2 separate regions of the Hordeum vulgare genome follow, and region 2 is linked to region 1. Evidence: chromatin contacts called from public Hi-C data. All regions are on one chromosome and are shown on one strand. The core of a region is the stretch at or near the end of the contact, and the rest is flanking DNA. Distances in the headings are between cores, read along the strand shown. Region 1 holds the start of LOC123425975 (asparagine--tRNA ligase, chloroplastic/mitochondrial). Region 2 has its middle 350 kb from the start of LOC123429979.

Region 1 (6,591 bases), core at 2,060-4,559:
TCCCAAATGGTGATGAGAATAACTATGGGAACAATGGCTTAGGGAACGCTTTGAGGGATGAAATCGCAATGCAAATGTGGCAGGCATATCATCCTGAATAACCAACATTGTGGTGTGTTTTTTAATCATATATACATATGCATTAATCAACTTATGTCGTCTTCATCATCTAACAATGTAATCCTTGTTGAATGCAGATATGTATCCAAAGGGGTCTCCAAAGTACAATCTTATGAAAGCGACTGGAAAAAAGGCTTCACACGGTGCGAAGAAGTTGACACCTAAAATTAAAAAGACTACTCCAAAAGGTATTTTAATGCTTCATCTCCGCTTGTTGAATTATAGCAACTCTTGTCATGTTGAGTGTGATCAAGTATTTTACTCTATACATTTGTGCTATGTGTAGTTAAGAAGCCTAGAGCTCAGTGGAACCCGGCTCTTGAAAAGGCTCTGGTAGATTTACTTGATGAGCACAATAATCCATATCATAGAGGTCAAAATGGTTGGTCTGCTGAATCTTGGAACAGAATGACAAAAATATTCCATGAGAGATATCCCCATACAAATTTCACAAAATAACAAATCCAAGAGAAACAAAAAGAGTTGAAGAGTCAATACAGGCTTATCAAGGATGCTCGAAAGCAAAGTGGTGTTAGCTGGAACTATCATACACACGTGATAGAGGCTGACCCACATATTTGGCAGAACTTGATTAATGTAAGTTTGATAATATACAATGCAACTTGTTTTCTCTTGTTTTCGGGTGATCTAGGTTTGATAAATCATTTCTCTTATATACAGTCCTGGCCAGACATAAGCAAGTTTCAAACAAAGCCATTTCCTCTATATGACAAGCTAGGTGATCTTTATGATGGTGAGTTTAATGTATTTTCATTTGCTACCTTTTTCTTACCTTTATAAAGAATTTCTATTGCTATGTGACCTTTAATGAGAACTTGGGTGCTTGTGCAGGACACATAGCAGAAGGTAATTTCAGTTTTACATCAATTGAGGCTACACAAGTGATTGACGATGATCCTGAAGTTGAAAGAGATGAGACTGGGTTCTGTTTTGATCTGAATTAGTGCGAAGATGATTTACTCATGTATGATGATCCAAGAGATGCGGCTCAAAGTGATGGTCCAAGTGGAGCTACTCAAAGTGATGATCCAATAGATGGTACTCAAAGTGATGTTACTCGAGCAGGTGCTCCTGGTGGTTCCAATAAAAAGCCAGTGAAGGAGCCCAAGAAGAAGAAGCGGGATGATCCCATGGTGGAAGTGATGGCGAACTATGTGGAGATCAAACAGAAGCAAGCAGAGGAGGAGTCTGCTTTGTTCGCATGGTCAAAAAATGCCCAACAGTTCACCATCACCAAGTGCATTGTTGTTCCGCACAAGATGGAAAGCATCTCGCATGGAGAAAGAGCCACTGCATACAAGGTGTTCAAAAATGCTGAGAATCGTGAGATTTTCCTCAATGCCGCCGCCGCCGAAGATGAAGTGAGCGCCGCCGTGTTCCTTCGGAGTGAAATGGCAGACTTACCTCGGGGTATCTAAGGTAAGATTATCTGTCGACATTGAGCACCTCTTGTTATTCCTTTCCTACATGTGCATACTTACTACATGGTGGAATTCGTGCCGATGCCTTTATTCGTTTTGGCAATATCTCATGGATTCTTGAGCTCCACTAGTTGCTACGTAACTTATAACTGAAGCAATTTAAGCTTGTTCTGACTTCTCTAACAATTATTTTGTCTTAGTCTGTAGCTTTCCTGTATATCTGGTGGTTAGGATTTGGTCAACATGACTTCGTAAACATTTTGCTGATTTGATTCCAATGAGCCAGCAGCCGGCTCACTGCTGAAATTTGGTCCTGGTTTGCATCCTGTAGGGGTCCTCAGAGTCATGCAGTTATTGCTTATATAGTTGGCATCTTCTATAATTTTTCACCGGGTTGCCAATGCTGCATTGTCCCTTCCCACTGATTGCAGAAAACTGGTGCCATTATTGGCTATGATTTTGATGCAGTTTATGAGCTCTTTCTTTTACTTGCTAGAGTCTGTTGTGTTAAAATTTTGTTTTTGTGTAAACTGCTTCAAATTCAGTTGCTTCCAATCCCAGATCACCCTCTTAACCATTGGGACAAAATGGCAAGCCAGCCGTGCTATGCATATACCATCCTGTTAGCAGCAGCGAGTTTGCTCGCGGCGAGCAATACGAACTGTATTGTTAATATCTTGATCTTGTGACTATTTTTTGTGCCGAGAAAAGGATACAATGGTTGTATCAGAATAGTTAGCCAGCACCATTGGTAAATTATAAAAGTCGTTTGGAGCCTTTGGTGTAGGAGTTTGTACGCATTTGTATCTTCCATAATGACGCGTCTGGTTTTGACATTTGTTTGTTGTTTTTTTGGTAGGGAAGAAGATAACTTTCGGTGATGACTGAGCTTGGTGATTCCCCTTGAAACCGAGCAGAAACTCCAACTCACCCCTAGTGAAACGTGAAACTAGTGAAATGCCAAACATTTTCTTTTTTGCTTGGAGATTACTTCTATTTTTAAATTATCTTATTATTATTGTGGACCTGGTGGTTATCTGCCAGACAATATCGACTGTTTTGGAGATTTATATTATACCCGTGATGAATTTTGGTCAGATATATTATCTTATTATTATTGTGGACCTGGTTTTGTGTTCATGCTTTTACATTTTAGTTCACTATTTCTCACGATTTGTGAACCATTTGGTTTTGGAATCCAATTCTATATGGTGATTCGTGTAGTATCTTCTTTTGAATAATAGTATACTCATGTGTACGAAGTTGAAGTTGTAAAAATTATATTTTCAATTATACTATATTCTTGTATATGAATCTTTTTGTATGATTCCCTGTATATCAAATAGAAAGGATGTGAGAGGATTGGGTGGAAGGAAGGGATTCATCCAATCCCGTGAAATCCCTCCCTTTCAAAACTTTCCCAATCCCCCTTAACCAAACGAGGCCTAAGGAGAAAAAAGTTCAAAAAATCTTATCTCACTCCACGTAGAAAGTAACGTACCGCAGCACATGTGATTTGATTCCGTTGGCGTTGTTTGATTGGATAATCACATCGCATATGGCGTGATCATCTCATGTCATGTCATCCTCCTCGTATCATTAGCACTGCCGAACAGAGACAAAGAGAACCAGGGAGGAATACGCAAACCAGGACGGAAAGCGTAGTATAGTTACGAAGGCGGGTTCCGTGGAATGGAATCACAAAACGGACGGCTCAAATAGCAAGCAACAGAGAGGCCGCGCGATAGCGTAAACCCCCGCCCCTGAGCTACTACCTTCGCCATGGCCGCCGCTGCCTCCTGCCGCCTTCTCCGGCTGGCACCACACTGTCTCCGGAGCCCGAGGCATTCCCTCTTTCCTACGCCACTCGCTCTCTCCTTGGGTTGGCGCCGCTACTGCGCCGCCGCGCCCCCCGTCGCGGCCACGGCGATGCCGACGGGGGACGCCGTGGGGGAGTTCCGGCGGAGGATCAGGGTGGCTGAAGTGAAGGGAGGGGAGGACCAAGGCACTTCCTGGGTCGGGAAGGAGCTTACCGTGCGCGGGTGGGTGCGCACCTGCCGTGCCCAGAGGACCGTCACATTCGTGGAGGTCAGGACACAACACAGTCTTGCTGCTGTCGTCGATTTCCATGGTCCATTTTCTATAGTTTCCAATTGCCATGGACTGGCTCAAGTCTCCAGGCGTATAGTTAGCAAATTTGTTTCTGCGGAAATGTTGATGCTATTACCAGCTTTGCTTGATGATCCAAGACTTCCATAGTTGAGGAAAGTTCTATGTAGTTTATATGTCATTAACTTTGGATAGCTTGGTTTCACCTGTTGTGGTGCTGTATATGACGTCTTGAACTGACCATGGTGTCCCTGTGTTTCCTGGAAAAAAATGGATTCTGAGCTTAGAAATATATTTTCCAGAGATTGGGTCACAATGGTTTCTCCCAATAAGATTAGGGGCCCTTATATAGGCACTAGCAAACAAGAGTAACTCTAGCAGATTCCCTAAAATTTTGGCCTTTAAAATCCTCTTGCTTCTCCCTTTATAATTTTTGAAAGACTCTCGAGGTTCTGTGCAAAGTTAGAGTCTGTAAAACCAAGCCTTTGTAAATTTGAGCCCACATGTCGGTGGGAGGGGATTTTTTTCCATTCTTCGACCTCTCCACGAGCCTTCTCCCCACTACAACGACAACAGTCGAATAAGCGGCTACAGGCAGGAGGTAGTTGAGGTGAAATTTCCTTGCCCCCATCCACAGGAAGATATAAAGTGTACTCTAAAAACCAAGGTTGGAAAAGCGGTAGGCGTAAGCGAGGCGGTTGGCCTTCGCCTAGTTCGCCTAGTGCCTAGGCGGTGCTTAAGCGCCCTAGACCCGGCCTTGACGATAATATAGTTTCTACTATTAGGGTGTATCTGTGGTCATTATATGTGTATTATCTTAATTTAAGGCATATATATAAGTTAACTACCAAGTACTGCCATTGGAATATGGCTCGCTTGGCATATTAGTGCAATATGGCATGATTTCTCTCTAGGTTAGAAAATTTCTTGCTTGCCCTGCCTAAACTATCGCTTATGCCCTAGGTGAGGCGTTTGGCCATCGCCTAGTGCCTAGGAGTGCCTAAGCGCCTCCTAGGCACTGCCTTTTCCACCAGAGCTAAAAACTCCTCCCCGGCCTCTAAATATAAAGGTTGGTGGGCTGTTTTAGAGTGCCTTATTTTTTTTTGAAGGATAGAGTAAGGTATAGGGAATCTGCTAGAGTGGAAAATTGCCCTCTATTCTTTATAATAGCCATTATTTTAAAGATGGGGGGAATTTAGGGAATCTGCTAGAGTTGCTCTAACACGTTTAGACTGTGTATTCTCTTTCCACCACGTATTGGATAGCTAACCTGAGTCCTGACTGCCACTTGTAGGGTTTCTTAGGTGAGTTACGAGTTTAGAAAATCTTTCCTTGGCCAGCCTTGTGTTAGTCACGAAAGAGACCCTCATCCTCATGTGTATAAACTTTTCACCCCATATTTGATAACTAGCCTGACTGCAACTTATTGGGTTCCTTAGGAGAGTTTAGAGTTTGGAAAATCTTTCTATGGCTGGCCCTGTGCTATGACGAGAGAGACCTTCGCCCTCATGCAAATTCTCTTTCCACTACATATTTGATAACTAGCTTGGCTGACATTTATAGGGTTTCTTAGGTGAGTTAGGAGTTTTGAAAATCTTTTTGTTGACAGTCTTGTGTTAGTCATGCGAGAGGCCCTCATCCTCATGCACTAGTAGAATGATCATACTGGTCTTTGTATACATGATATAACGAATACAAAGTTCCTCTTACCCTATCAGATAAATACATCAGTATGGAGGCTAGACATTTCTCTAGCAAGAGCCCACTCCCGCACTCTAGGTGAATCTTTGTGGGATTCACTTGGTTAACCTTTTGAAACATGAGTAAAATAATGTATTTGGACTTGCAAAGTACTTTGAGAATATTTAATTTTGTTCATTTGCTAGCATGATTATAAAACTTGGCCAATGTGTTGCATTAGTGACTGAAAAATTAAAGTAACTTATTTTTGTCAACGATGAAGTATTATTATTTTTCTTCAAGGGTCTAATAAATCTTGAAACTCTATTATTTAGGTTAATGATGGATCTTGCTTGTCCAATATGCAATGTGTGTTAACTCCTGAAACAGAAGGCTATGACCAGGTATGCATTTGTCTACTTACTGGATCTAGAAGTTAGAACGTGTTGTATTACTAAACTGCAACCGTTTGGAGGTGCATAGAGTCTAAATGCTGTTTACGCTATGCATCTTCCATTATTCTTATTGTCAGGAAAATTATGTTGATCAATCCAATTGTTACATTGTGAAAACAGATGCGCCCACTCTGATATTTGCTCTATGCCACCAACAAATCTTAATCATATTGGCAGTACTTCTATTAAATATTTTAATATTCAATTGGACAAGGATACAGTAACTTAAAGAATAAAGAGTTACTGACGTGCCTCCAGCACCCACCTCAACTCTGGGCTTGTTGTGCATAGTAAACTTTATTTGAATGGGTTAAAGTAGTGAAGAGTTACCCATAATTTTGGATGTTGTGATATGCCAATTTTTACTATGCTGCTTAGAAGTAGTACCTGTTAACGCTTAAATGATTGTAATACATTTCACTGGTCAATCTTTTCGATGATGGATGTCAGATAGACTCTATCACTACGGGGGCCTCAGTTTTAGTGGAGGGAGTTGTAGCAAGCAGCCAAGGCGGTAAGCAGAAAGTGGACCTAAAGGTTTCAAAGATCATTGTGGTATGCGTTTCATTCTGCTAATTTTTCTTTACTTTTCCCTTTAAAGTGCATGCCTCCAAAGTTTCGGCCTAAATTCTGCATTTTCTTCTTAAATGTCAATACTTCCTATTTTGCACGGGAAATAGTTGCTAAGTACTACCTCCGTACAGATTTATTAATCCACATCGTATTTTGGGTCAAAGTTTGACCATATATTTGACTGCAAAACTTTAATGCATGTCAAAAAATAT
Region 2 (6,591 bases), core at 1,954-4,453, 750 kb before region 1:
GATTGCATAACTATATTGAATATTAAAATTATGATGACAAGTTTCATTGTTATCATTGCTCTTTATAGCATACATTTCATCACCATTTTCATCATAAATAGGAGGCATGCCATCATCATAATAAATTTGCTCATCCAAACTTGGGGGACTAAAAGTATTGTTGTAACGCCCAAGATGCGGTCCTATCCTTACTTTGGCTCGAGGGCCTCAATTGGGATAGAAGTGCATCTCGTCATTTTGCAAGAATGGATATCGTTACAAGTACATGTAAAGAGGATATGGGTATATGGAATGAGCTTACACTCTCCACAAGCTAAATCATTAACATCTCAATACAATGATACATTCAATCATCATACACAAGAGCAGGGTTCGAATATGGACAAAATCAAACAATAAAAGTTACATCCAACCTTGCTAATCCTAGGTTGCCGGCCTGGAACCCATCCTATGATCCATGAATAAAAATAGGAAGAACTCCAAATCAAACAAACATCATGCTCCCGTCAAAGCATATCATTACCTGTACTTGCAATTGTTGTTGTAGTAAACTATGAGCCACGGGTACTCAACAATCTCATTTCAAAAGGTATTAAGACTAGCAAAACTTAATGGGTGAGGTATGGTTAATTGGTGAGGTTGCTACAATAAGTAAGCATTTATTTGTGTGCCTAACTTATGAGTACAAGAATAAGAAGAATTCTACGCACAAACGGACTGAACTAATAATGATTAAGAAGTGATCCTGAACACCTACTTATGAGTTAATCATAACCCTACCGTGTTCTCTTCTTGGTTCAACCTGACAAGAAGAGACGGTTATGGTTTGACACATGGTTGGTGTATTGTAATTGAGTTTACTTCAAATTTGCTATGACCAGGTTGTAAACAAATTTCCAAGTTGTCACATAACTGTGAGCATGGCTCTAAGAAAGATTTAAACGTGTAGGTGTACTCCAACTCATCCATCACAAACTAGCCACAAGTTGCGCTGGAAAACCTCAACCTCATGATAGCCCAAGGTATCTTTGAAACCCTAGTGCACAAGATGTTCGAGAAAGGTAAACCAAATCCAGCAAGGCTGCCAAACGTGTCGACGAACCCGATAGGAGCCGCATATCACGTTCTTAGGACATGACCAGATGGGTCAGAGTACGAGTAAAAAGAAACCACGAGTTTCCCCATGGTGGCCCCATAGTATGCCCATTTGGGACCAACACCATCAACAATGCCCCATGTATTATGTTGAATTAATCCGCGTGTAGCGCTAACTACCTATGCGTTAATAAAGGTATTAAATATTATTATGTTGATCAAATATAGTACCAATGTTGGGCCTTTCCCAAGGAGTTCTATCATAAAATGAAAATCAAGTGGGTCCCGATAACAACCCCAAGCATGTTAGGAGCGCTCAATATGGAACATAACACCAGTACAAAAGTACCTAGGGAGGCAAAGGTGGAACAAAACACAGAGCAAAAGACCAAACCTTCCACCTTTTACCAAGTATATATGTGCATTAAATTAAATAGCATTAATATTATGATATCTCGATTATATCCATGTTGTCACACGGAAACAACTGCACGTGCAACTAACAACGCTAGAATAAGGGCCGAGCAAGCGGTAACATAGCCAAACAATGTTTTGCTGGGAAGCTGGAGGTTAGAGGCTTATCATGGAATTTTGGGAGGCTTGACAATAAGTGGTAAGCAGTGTGACATAATGATAGAAACGAGTAACTAGCATGGCAATCATAATAGTGGTATCGAGGGAAATGGTCATCTTGCATGAGATCCCGCATCGAAGAAGAAAGAATCCGTGAACTAGACGAACGGGATGTAGTCGAAGGAATCCTCACACTCCGAATGCTTTTGAAACTCTATCAAGAAGAAGCAAACCGGAAACAAACAATAAACACACGGTACACCACAAAATATTCTTGATATGATGCACAACCAAATATGATGCATGTCCTGTTTAAATAGGCATGGCATGGCGAGGTGCAACAATCAAACACTACAAATTAAGTGAAGTTCAATATGCAACGAATTGCATATTAACGAAACTCCACAATCAATTTATTTAGCTCACTCATGTTTATTCTACTCATCAATATTAAATGTTGTCAAAAAATGGCAATAAGTGAAGCACAAATAGACTACACATTTATGCAAGTTTAAATGAGGTCGGAACAACAAATAACAATTTCGGAAAGTCCCCATATGTAATTTTCGAATTTGCTACTTTTCTGCCTAGAACATAATTTTTGAGTATTTAAATAGGAAAATAAATCCCACGATGTTATTCTACACATTTCTCTAGTCAAATTACGTATGTGGAACATTTTAATTGCAGCTATGGTTATTTAGGTATGAAATTTATCATTTTAACATGGCAATTATGCAAATTAATGCAAACATCATGTTTAAACATTTTAATCATGTGTGGAATTTTAAAATTGTGAATCTACACAAAATTATGAACATTATTCATATATAAAACATTTTAATGCGATAAATTTGCACGAACAACAAGGGTTTTTCTATAAAACTACCATTTCCTGGTTAATTGATAAATTCGCACACAAAATAAAAAACATTCCGACGACGAAAGGAATGGGCACTAGGAAACTAGACAGCGTCCAGTCCAAGGGATAGAGGGGCTGGGCTGTCACCAAAGCGAGAAGGCGGCCCAGGTCAGGAGGAGAACGGTTGGAGGCCGAGCCTTGGCGGATCTGGGCCTTGGGGGCGAAGTGGGCTATACCTGGCCAAATGGGCCGTCTCAATCGGGCCGGCCCGATAGCATGCCGGCCTGGCACAACTTAAACGGGCCCGTGCCAGACATGCGACACGCCTCGGGCCGTGCCTGGGCCTGGAGGCGGGGCACGCGGGCCGGCACGACACGACCCGTTTAATTTTTTATATATATTTTTACTTTATATATATATATATAAATAAATAATATACAACCTAATGGGCCTAAATATGAGTCCAGGAGGCTAAAATAATAAGTTCCAGCGTGCTAATCGGGCCAGCATGCCGACCTATTTAATAACCGGGTCGTGCCTGGGCCTGGAGGCGTAGCCCACGGGCTGGCACGACACGGAACGATTAGTAAACGTGTCGGCACTGGCCGTGCCGGGCTGGCCCGTTTGGCGGAGTGGGCTAGTGGGGCGAGCAGATGGGCCAGACCATGGAGGTTGCACGTGGTCCAGAGTGTTGGCGCTGGTGTTATCATCAACCTCACGATTGAAGTAGAGGAGGACGTGGCCTCCAGTGGCCAGGACGGTGACGCGAGATCCGACTTGAAATTGCCGTATCTAGAGGGACCGGAGGTGGGGACGAATGGATCTTGATGTCTTGGAACCATTCCCGATAGCGAATGGGTGGAGTTACATGCAAACTCCATGGCGGCGGGGGAAGCTTGGTGGTGCTTGTCCATGGCGGGGAAAGAGACATGAACATGAGAGGGGGGATCCAAAGTAGTTAGCAGAGAAGGCAGGCAGAAGGGCGGTGCTGGGAGACCTGCTGGTGACCGGCAACATGGGGCTCTAGTGGCTCCTAGTGGCGACTTTTGGCGGCGCGGATGCATGGTGCTTGAGATCAGTCCTCATCCAACCGAGCGGAGCCTCGAGGCTGGGGTACCGCGGGAGCGAGAACGAGTGCAGGGGCGTTGTGAACCGTTGGATCATTGATTCGGCGGCTCAGATCGAAGGAGGAATGGGTTCAGGCTGCCAAGTGGTGAGATCAAACCCGGCAGCGTGGATTTTTAGGAGGTGGCGTGTGGGGAGTTAGGGTAGGCTAGAGGTTAGGGTTTCCTCCAAAATAGGCAGGGAAGGCTATCCTTTTATAGTAGGTTTTGCTAGGGTTAGTGCATTTAGTGCATTTAGTATGATTTCGGACGATTCGAACTCGATCGGATGGTATGAAAGCGGAGGGTGGTAGTTGGGCTACAGGTGGGATGTGTAGATGGGTTGGGTTAAGATGAGAGGGAGATTGCAGCCCATGACAGGTTTTAGAAATGCCGAAACGTGTAAGATTTCACCGGCTATAGTGACGTTATATGTTTAACAGTTTGGGTACCAATTGACCTCCAAATCTAAGGAAATTTGGCAAGTGGTCTACCTCCACGCCAATTTCAGACCATTCCAAGAAATATTTGTACGCACTAAAAATAATAATGTCCTACCGACGCCACGGGCTTGTGTGTGTGGATGGTCTCGAAACGATCGACGAACACAACGGGGATAACTGACAAGTACGAATGAATGCATGTTTGACATATGACGACAAAGGAGTGTCAATGCAATGCGAATGATGTTATGATGAATGCGCCAAACAAATGAAACACATGGTGAAACTTGAAATAAACGAAATCATCTAGAGTGTCCTTCTCGAGTTTTTACAACTCTCCTCCATTACCGAGAGATCTTGACCCGAGATCTTAGAATGAGAAAAGGAAGAGGAAATGAATAGGTAAAACTTGTTCGCTTCTTTTACAAACGAGTGAAACCAACGAACTTGAAGGTTGGCAAGAGATGAAGAATGACACGAGGAACGAGAAACAATTCAAAACCACAACAGTTGAAAGGAGATAGAGAAGTCGTGAGAAAGAATGAATATGGGTAGCAATCCGTTTGAAAAGAGAATAAAAATTAATATGATTGAAAGAAATTGAAAAGACAGCCACAAAAGTCCGGTTAAATGGATAAGCAAGGAAACCAACATGATCTTGATAACACGAGCTAATGATCGGAAGAAAGCAACATCCCAATGCCTCGGGAACAAAAGAACAGAAATTAGAGCGTTGGAAAGAAAAGAGGATACAATAAAATGACAACTTCTACCACAACTGCATTGAAAAGCATCCTTACAAAGGAGCATTGAACAGAGATGTTGGAAAATCAACAAGGAAAATAATATGCTTGTTGTGGGTTATGGACAAACACCTCAAAATTATGAGGTGACAACCGGTCACCAACAAAACAATTGGTTGGTTGGGAGCAACAAGAGATGAAAACCTCTTTCGACAACATAATAATTTAGGTGCTCTATCATTAACAAGCACCATGAAGAACTATCGGAAAGAACTCCGGAATGAAACGATGGTAGAAAAGAATTGAAGGTTACAAAATGAACAAGATTGAGGCCTTGCAAATATTTATATGAAGCTTCACGACGAGATACTTGAGAAAAATTGGAACTCCGGAAAAGAATATAAGAACAACTTAGAATCGAGAATTTGATATCCTAAACAACTCCAAAAGTAGGACTGAAATCATCTTGATGAAACAAGAATAAGAATTATGTTATGATTATCCTTCATCAATTTAAATTGATGAAAATCAACGGATTTGGTGCATCACTTATTCTTCTTGGACATATTGAAGATAGATTTTCACGAACTTGAAGGCATCTCCAACACAAGAACAATAATTTGGAACGTAAGAGGATAATACAAATCAATTGGGATCCATGAGGACAAAGAGAGCACAATTTGATTAGGGAATACTTGAACAAGCCACCGGTAAGAATTTGCAAACAAATGGGGATATTTCGAATGAATGGAATACATGAGAGCAAAGAGAACATGATCCATCTAGCAGAATACTTAAATGAAAGCACCGTAATAATTGAGATAGGAATGAAGAGACCACAATTGAGAAGAATTTGAGAACATAAGTTGAAAGCTAAGAATGAAGAAATCTTCTTAAATGATGCCTTGAGAGGATCGAGAAATCAAAACAAGTCTAAACTGGTTCGCATAGATAGTGAAGCAATTACTCATGACCGAAAACAATTAGAAAGAATAGCACCAAGATTGAAACACAAATATTCAAGAGAATGAGTCACGATCTAAGAGAAACACTTCTTCGGTCTTCACACTGAGAAGAATGACAAGAAACACCACTATGAATTACTGAGGCACTCTTGAATATCAAGAAATAAATGTTGAGCCAACTTTAAAAATAATTATAAGTGATCTTGGAGAAGGAATATGACTAATGGGTTTCATTTTTACATCATATTTGAAAATATTTTGAGTTTCTGGGAAAAGATTAGAAGAGCCAGGTAAGATACTTGAAAAAAACCTGTGGGTTATGGGCCCACTCAAGGAAAAACACCATTAAAATGATTGATTAGAAGAAAATATTGCACAAGTCAAAATGAAAACAAGATGAGGTGAGAGCCTCATAATAATTTGAAAGTATTTTGAACAGAAGCACAATTCTTGTGTGGTTTGTTCAGCACTCCGAATAGAATAGAGAGGTGAATAACTAAGACAGGTTGGATGAGAATTTGCAAAATGGAAAAGCATTTAGCAAATGAAAAGGATATGATGAACACCGAGAGGTTGAATCAAATCCACTAGGTAAGAAAACAAAACAAAGGACGATGAACTTAGCACTGAACATATTCACCAGAATCACTGGATACAGTATGGAACAAAAATAAAGTGAGAGCTTCACATGAGTAAAAGGATACTTGCTTCGAGATCTATGGCTCTGAAAGAAAAATGGGTGGGAGGGTGAAGAAAAAAAAGACAACTTTGGACACATGAGATGATCTCCGGAAATAAAATAGGAGG

What was found. A called contact is a pair of places that touch in the nucleus more often than the background predicts.
Region 2: a contact with region 1 is called in a Hi-C map of seedling, with 1.9 times the contacts expected there. The contact joins the enhancer-like site here to the promoter of LOC123425975 in region 1. A contact is called at or near these places in 3 of 6 Hi-C or Micro-C datasets (leaf and seedling).

The regions. Positions count from the first base shown.
Region 1 is chr2H:238,476,105-238,482,695 of MorexV3_pseudomolecules_assembly, reverse strand. It overlaps LOC123425975 (asparagine--tRNA ligase, chloroplastic/mitochondrial), which reads left to right and starts at 3,309. Exons shown (of 14, transcript XM_045109752.1): 1 at 3,309-3,650; 2 at 5,687-5,755; 3 at 6,257-6,361. The coding sequence starts at 3,345. It also overlaps the pseudogene LOC123426249.
Region 2 is chr2H:239,223,368-239,229,958 of MorexV3_pseudomolecules_assembly, reverse strand. No RefSeq gene overlaps it. Among protein-coding and RNA genes, the nearest start is that of LOC123429979, 350 kb to the left of the region's middle. Within about 2 kb of position 3,203, at least 3 of the 3 cell types and tissues checked have open chromatin away from gene starts, as enhancers often do. A contact at or near this core is called in leaf and seedling, where this site is marked.